Regions from separate parts of the Mus musculus genome. Here region 2 is linked to region 1. The links are chromatin contacts, called in public Hi-C maps. All regions are on one chromosome and are shown on one strand. The core of a region is the stretch at or near the end of the contact, and the rest is flanking DNA. Distances in the headings are between cores, read along the strand shown.

Region 1 (3,631 bases), core at 139-2,638:
AGGAAGGCTGGGATGTAGTTCAGTTGCTAGAGTTCACGAAGCCCTAGGTTCCACCTGCAGCGCTGCAGAAACCTGGGTGTTGTGGCGAACACCTGAAATCCCAGTGTCCGGGACAGAGGTGGATGCAGAATTGGAAATGCGAGGTCATCCTTGACTTCATGAGTTCAAGACCAGCTTGGCATGGGCGAGACATATCTTTTTTTAAAAATCCTAGAAAAATAGATCCAGGTGAGTTTGTTGCACCTGTGTTTGTTAGTAGCTCAATCTGAGAGTCCTCGTTAGCTCCCTTAAAATATCTGATTGACTTTCATGTGAAAGCAAGTGCCACAGATTAAATATATGTTGTGCTAAGAAGTTTCCCGATTTACCACAGCCTGTGCACTGCCAGAAAAGCATTCTGCATGTTAATTACGATGGCTGGGGGGTTTCTTAAGTCTTCTTGTTCTCCTGTTAACTTTCTAATGCATGCAGGGAAGGGAACAAGGGAGCATGCAGAAAAGCTGTGAAGATCAGTGTCACTTTGGGTGGCTTGTGGAGTCCCAGTGAGCTCTGCTGACAGGCCAGGGTGGTGTTGGCAGCAAGCTGTCTGTGAAGGCTGTGAAGGAACTCACTGAGGCTGCAAGGGAGGAGGCTCTGACTTCTGGCTTCACTAGGAGCTGTGCCCTTTTGGCTAAGACTAAAATTTCATCTAGGGAACAGTTAAGCAAGAGGCAGGGGTGAGGAGAGATCAAATCCCAGAATACAAATGCACAAGATGAGCCGGAATACTGAGAATGTGGAAAAATCTGACCTTGCTCCCCATTTGAACGTCAGAGGAGCCAAGGCAGTGTAGCAAGACTGTGGGGGCATCACGAAAGCCTACTTTGGCTTCAAGTGAGCCACCAGGACCCCCACCCCTCACATACAATGGGCGCAGACTCAGAGATAGCTAGGTGATGTGAATAAAGCATAGTGCTTAGACTATGGTTAAAATCCTGACTCAGAACCTGCTTTGACAGATCACTCCCTGAGACTCTATTTCCTCGTCTGTCAAATGAGATTAAGGTCCTTGCTTGGTGTAGAGGCTATGGGTCCCACCCACATAGGGCCACTCTGTTGGGAGTGTCACTTGCTGCTATAACGTAAGAGTCTGCCCCTCACCTCCCCCTCTCCACTCCCTGCTCTCGTCTTGGCTCACAGCTGGTGCCTTGGAGGCAGGGAAGATATTGGTGACACTACTTCTGAACATTTGCACAATTTGTAAACTTTGCTTAGGAAATCCTTCCCTTCCTCCTCCCCTCCCCACCCCCAGTTCCAGAATAACACTGCTGTTTGTCTGAAACTTCCTGACCCGTAGCTTAAGAATTACGCAGGATCACACAGACTCAGCCGGGTGACTCTCAAAGCAGCAAGCAGATGCCTGCCCTGCCCAATAACCACTGCAATCCCTCTCCCTCCCTGCCGGGAATAGGATTATTGATATGCCTTTCCCAGCTGTGACCAGCAGGGGGCGACCTCTTCTTGCGTCCATTTCCTTAATGCTGACAAGGCTCCCTGGCTCCCCACCCTGTCAGAGCTTCCAAACATTGAGCTAAGGTCCATGTTTCTTTCTCCTTCCATTGGTCAAGGTTTTAGATACATGCACGAAGCCATCAATGCCAAGATCAGGGCAAGGTCTCCTTCTAGCCTGGGGAACAAGGGTCCTAGTGTCCTTGGCTGTGTGATGGCTAATGTCACAGCTACATAGATGTGGCTCAGTGGTAGGTAATGTGTTCCACAGAGGTGACCTGGCTCACCAAGGCAACACACTCCACAGCTATGTGTTGCTGCCTATAACCACGGCAACTACTAACCTGTAGCTACAAGCTACAGAGATAACATGCACCGTCGTGCTTCACAGAGGTGGCATCTGAATGCAGGTTCTACTCAGCCTTCAGGTGTCAGGCATGTTTTGCAGCACCCACCTTCAAGCCACTGAATTAGTTCCAAGACCTTGCTGAAAGCAGCCTAGCTCCTGTGCCCTGGCTTCCCTGGGGTTCTCAGAAAAGGGCCTCTTAAACCCCTGTACTTCTGCCATGGTAGTCTATTGCTTTTTCAAGTTCAGTAGGTAAAGATACGATTTAGTGAGAGAGGAGAGAGAGAGAGAGAGAGCATCGTTTATAATTTATCCTGGGTTTCTTTTGTGTCTCCCATTTAGTAATTTGTTCCATTCCTTAATGGCTCAAGTTGTTCATCAGACTGCAACAGAGAGGTGGAGTGAGTCACCAGGGAATGGGGTGGGGGTGTGGGGTGGCCTATATATCAGGACCGGGAAAACTGTGAGCTCTATCTCCCACGCCTTCCCACCCGGACGTCACGTCACCAGGTTGGTGCAGCTCCTGTTTCTGAATCCAGGTAGAGGAAAAGGAGCTGGCTGGGGTGGCCATTCAGGGAAGCATGATGCATTCTCTGAGGCTGTGTGAAGCACTCTGCTGTTACCTGGACTGGGTGGTGGGAGAGGAAAAGCGATTGAGCCTGGTTTCCTCACACGGCCTCTCTTCACTCACACTGAGAAAGACAAATCCTGGACACTGAGCTCTGTCTCTGTGACTCTGGCAGTATCACGACATCCCCACCCCACCCAGAGCTGGAAAAGATGCTCCCAGCATGGACCAGCCTCTTGCCTCTGTCCTCACTCTAGCACCTGCTCTCTTGAACCTGTTGCTTTTGATTTCACATTGGGGGTTTTGGGAAGAAAAGCACCTTAATGAAGAAAGAGGGGGGTCTGTGACTCTAGACAAGGAGAGACTGGAGCCCCAGAAGGACCCTCACTTGCTGCTTTCCCCCACTTCTTGCTCAGCTTCAGGACACAATCGCCAGTGTGGGCAAGCAGACTCCAGCCCAGCCCCTCGGAGCACAGGCCTTGGGATCGGCTAGATGCAGGGCTGGGGGCGGTATTCACAGATCTGGCGTTTATGACAGAAGGCTCAGTTAGCATCTTGTGGGCATTTACCAGGTGGAGTGAAGGTCATTGTGCCTACCTTGTAAGTAGATAGACTTGGGACGAGGATAATCGTCTCAGTGGCCCAGCTGGTGTGGAGTGGAAACACCTTCTTCCAGAATCTTCTCGGGATGTTGTCACACTGCCTTTGCCAGCCCCAGTTCGGATGGTGTGGGTGGGTGGATGCGGCTGACGGTTCCATGGTGATGGCTGTCCTCTCCTGACTCTCGGCGGCGGTGGCTTAGAGATTGTTCTCAAGGCAATCGGCCCATTTGACTCTTGCAGCACACTGAGGCACGGGCAGATCTGAAGGAGGGTTAACTGTGTGGATGGCAGGTGAAAGGAAAACAGACTTAGTATCTTAATTTTTCATTTCTAGAGAAATGACACTCGGGCTCTGTATATGCCAGGCAAGTAGGCGAGTCACACCCCAGTCTCAAGAATGAGCTTGCTAAAGCTTAATATCAGAGCCGGGGAGTTGACTCCTGCAGAGGACCCAAGTGGGGTTCCAGTGCCCAAGATGAGCAGTCTACACCTGCCTGCAACTCCAGCTCTCCGGAATCCAACGCCCTCTTCTGGCCTCCTCAGGCACTGCATCCTTGTGTACCTGTTCATACATATACATGTAATGAAAACTAAAAATGAAACATTTAAATAAAGTGTAATATACAA
Region 2 (3,776 bases), core at 938-3,437, 110 kb after region 1:
ATTGAGACAGAAACATTAAGGTGTCTTTGAGAATGAGGGGCCTGCCTCTTGGTGAACTTGTCTCAAAGAGCTAGGGTCCCAGAAACTTGATAGCACCTTGAGACAATGGCTTTTAGGTTCTCATCTGGAAACTTCACAAACTAAAATGTATTTTTTTGGGGGGGGGGACTCCTGTAGGAAATGGAGCATCATCTAATCACCAGGCTGCTAATCTGGGGGGCTCTTTAAAGTAGGTCAAGCACGGGGAGAGAGTGAGCTGGTTGGTGGCTTAGTCTAACCTGGTGTCCAGAGCCTCTTGTCTCAGTGCCTGCCACACAGTCTCAGTCTGTGTGACTCAGTGAGTGGCCTCTAAGTCAGATCAAAAAGTGGAGGAAGAGGGCTGGAAATAAGAATTGTTTTATCCCTTTTCTCCAAAGGAAAACATTTCTGTGAAGGGAGGATGGGAGAGGGAAGCTCTCACGGTGTAGAAAGCTACAAAATTAGCAAAGATCACACACCGGGTAATTAAGCAATTGCAGGCATTTGGGGTTGGAGTGGGGCTGGAGGAGACTCAGCTTTATGTCTTCACTCTGTTCTAAGCGTCCTAACTGGGGTGAGTAGATGTCTGTCCATCTGTCATGCGACAAGAATGCAGGTGCATATTTTAAAACAAAGAACTTTGTCGACAAATAGGAGTCTTGAAATTGTTGACATGATTTCTGAATCGAATCCTGACCCACAAAGAGTGAGCAGGTAGATTAAATTATAATAAAAAGAATCAGTCTGCACATTGAAGACAATAACCAGGAATGATTTTGTTAATGAATGAATGGCGCCTGCATCTCCTCCTGCCATAACAGTTCTAAGAAGGGCTGTCTGATTTGGTTTATTTATTTATTTTTATTGGACAGACTTGTGCTCAGAGGGTCAAAGCCTCACTAGTAACACAAGAAACGTTATAAACTGTAAAACTGTAAGAAAAGATCAGGGCAGAGAGGGGGGGTGCTTCAGGTCACCCATCAGTTGATCTTTGACACAGGAGGTGGCCAAATGTCATTCAGATCATGTCAAGAATATGCACATATTGGCAGGAGCCAATAATTCAGAACTTGCCAGAGGTGGGATTCTTCAAGGAAAGGAATAGCAAATGAGCCTGGGAAAGCTTTGCCCAACTCTCCCTGCCCAGCCCTGAGCTGGCTCTCCTAGCTTGCATCCCTAGTCCTGACCTTTCCATTCATATTTGATGTCCTCAAGATGCAAGCTTTCAGTAAGCATGATATACAGCAGTACCAACTACTTCCACTTTTTGTTTGTTTGTTTGTTTGTTTGTTTGTTTGGCTGAGTGTTTTGGGGATAATTGCCTTAAGGTTGATATCTGTCCTACTTGGTGACAACCCCCATTTTACAGATGGAGCCTCAGCTAGCTCTAGTACTTGACCAAGGCAAGAGAGTCAATAACCCCAGACTTTCCACATAGAAAACCATATTTCTGATGTCCCATATCTTCCTGGCTGAATTCACGGGGTCACCTGCTGTTACAGTGGAATCTCTGAGTAATTCTGATTTGGTCCCAACCGGTGAAGGTTGGGTTTACGTCCTTACTGTCCCCACTACTTGCGTGAAGCTAAGCTGAAACGAAGTCTACTCTTACTTAGGGTGCAGAGGTTCTGACACCTTGGCAGATCCAGCTGGGGTGGGATGAGATGGGAATGAGGCTCTGCTTGCTCGTTGTCCCTTCCGGCTACTTGCTGGTCCCTGGGCACACCAAGCAAGATGAGGGAGAAGAGCAAGGCAGAGGCAAGCGGATTTCTGAGTTCGAGGCCAGCCTGGTCTACAAAGTGAGTTCCAGGACAGCCAGAGCTATACAGAGAAACCCTGTCTCAAAACAAACAAACAAACAAACAAACAGCCAAATTCTTCATGCAGGCAGCTGGTGTGCCTCTCAGATGGAGAGAGACAACTGTCCCAGCTCAGAGCCTTGTCAGGAACATCAGCCACAGCCTAAAGGCGGCTCCAGAGCACGGCCCTGAACAGCAAACTGGAGATGAGAAAGAAGACAGAAAAAAAGAGAGGGGGAAATACTGTGCTATGATCTAGGGTTCGTTTCTTCAAATGATCAGCTCCTTAAATGTACCCACAGTGATGGGTTGATTAAGTGCTGCTGGTACCACAGGCTTTGGGAATGAGCCTAGCTGGAGCTGGGGGCAGGAGAGCGGTGTATCTAAGGAAGCCGGAGTGATGGAGGCTGGGCCTGCTGAGCAGAGCTGCCAGCACCAGGTCCAGAAGGCTGCCTTCCGCCTTCTGCCTTCCGCCTTTGAATTCCAAAGACATCTAAGTGCATCTTTGAGCTCTGCACTGCATCTGTCATGAATCTTCTGGCTCCTGCATCCTTTCTAAGGGGGGGAGGGGGGGAGGGGGCAAGCGGGTGGAGAAAATGCTTTATCCTGACTGCTCCTTAATAACATGGAAGGCTTGGCAAGTGTGTGTGAGTAGGAAGGACCCGAGGAGAGGCTGGAGCCAGGGTTTCCCTAATTCTATTAGAAGGCCAGTGGACAGAGGGCTGTCTGCTGGCAGAGCCCAGAAGACGGACATTGTAGCTAATAAGCCTGTGATGAATAGGGGATCTTGGGAGCCAGTCGAGTTGCAGCTCCAAAGGGATCCATGGCTTAAGAGGGAATTGTCCTTCAGGAGCTTCCTAGACCTCCCAAAATAAAGGCTACCCAAATAAAGAGTTCTGTATTTCCATACAACAAAACCAAGTGGCATGTCTCAGGGGTGACACACGGGCTTTCTATACCAGTGACAAGGTCTAGGCCCCAGCACACAGCACTTGTCAGTCCCTGTTTGTGGCACACTGGTGAACATCTTATTGGTTACATATTCTTGGAGTGGAGAAATATAGGACACCTCTCTCTTGATGAGAAGGGGTGGGGCTTGGGAAACAGCTCGGTCAGTAAAATGTTTGCCTGGCTAGCTCAAGAACCTGAGTTTGGTACCCTATGAGCTATGTACAAAGGTAGACACTGCAGTGTGTGCTCCTAATCCCAGTGATGTCGAGGTGTCAAGCAGAAACAGAATTCCAGAGCTTGCTAACCAGCCTGCCTAGCTTACTTGGTGAAGTTCCAGGGCAGTGAGAGAGATCTTATCTCAAACAAAGGATTGAAGGCACCTGAGGACATCCAAGGTTGTCCTCTGACCTCCATAGTCACACACACACGCGCACGCACACAAGCATGCACACACAGTGGAAGTGGAGAGTCATACTGCGAAGGGGTGCAGTACAGGGAAGGAAGAGTTCTTTGAGCCATTTTGCAAACAGCATGTGGTATACCAGCTCTGGCCCACTCAGCTTTGAAGAACTCTAAGTTTATTTTTATCTCACTCAAGTTCATGGACTTTGGTTCAGATTTATATTTTAAAAGGTCACTCCAACAGAAATGAATGGCGGAGTGTTGTAGGGCCAGCCAATTGAGAGAATCACTAGCTTTCTGTATCTCTGCACATCTTCACTTGCAGATGGCAAAGCTTTGAAATGTTCAGGGGAGAGCTTGCATCTGGAGATATACAGATGTTTCCCTAACAACACAAGGTGACAACTCTGTGAACTGTGTTAGGTGAATGACACCTTGCAAGTCACCTAGAGAAGAGTTAAAGCTTTGGGGAGGATTATTCTGCATATGCAAATTTGTAGGAGGGACTTGAGCAATCATGGGATTTGGTATGCAGAGATGGTACCAACCCCAGAAGAATCCAAAGAATGACAAAATCTCATTCACACACCACTCCCACCCCAAAGC

What was found. Hi-C and Micro-C count contacts between places; a contact is called where the count stands out from the background.
Region 2: a contact with region 1 is called in a Hi-C map of the N1E-115 cell line, with 3 times the contacts expected there. The contact joins two enhancer-like sites. A contact is called at or near these places in 1 of 15 datasets of contacts at CTCF or cohesin (the NIH/3T3 cell line), 4 of 484 Hi-C or Micro-C datasets (the N1E-115 cell line, cerebral cortex, cortical glia and 1 more) and 1 of 115 datasets of contacts at active chromatin or transcription factors (the NIH/3T3 cell line).

Annotation. Positions count from the first base shown.
Region 1 is chr9:122,419,818-122,423,448 of GRCm38.p6, forward strand. No RefSeq gene overlaps it. Among named protein-coding and RNA genes, the nearest start is that of Gm35454, 17 kb to the right of the region's middle. Within about 2 kb of position 1,389, at least 50 of the 459 cell types and tissues checked have an H3K27ac peak or open chromatin away from gene starts, as enhancers often do. A contact at or near this core is called in the N1E-115 cell line and cerebral cortex, where this site is marked.
Region 2 is chr9:122,526,219-122,529,994 of GRCm38.p6, forward strand. No RefSeq gene overlaps it. Among named protein-coding and RNA genes, the nearest start is that of 9530059O14Rik, 44 kb to the right of the region's middle. Within about 2 kb of position 2,188, at least 11 of the 459 cell types and tissues checked have an H3K27ac peak or open chromatin away from gene starts, as enhancers often do. A contact at or near this core is called in the N1E-115 cell line and cerebral cortex, where this site is marked.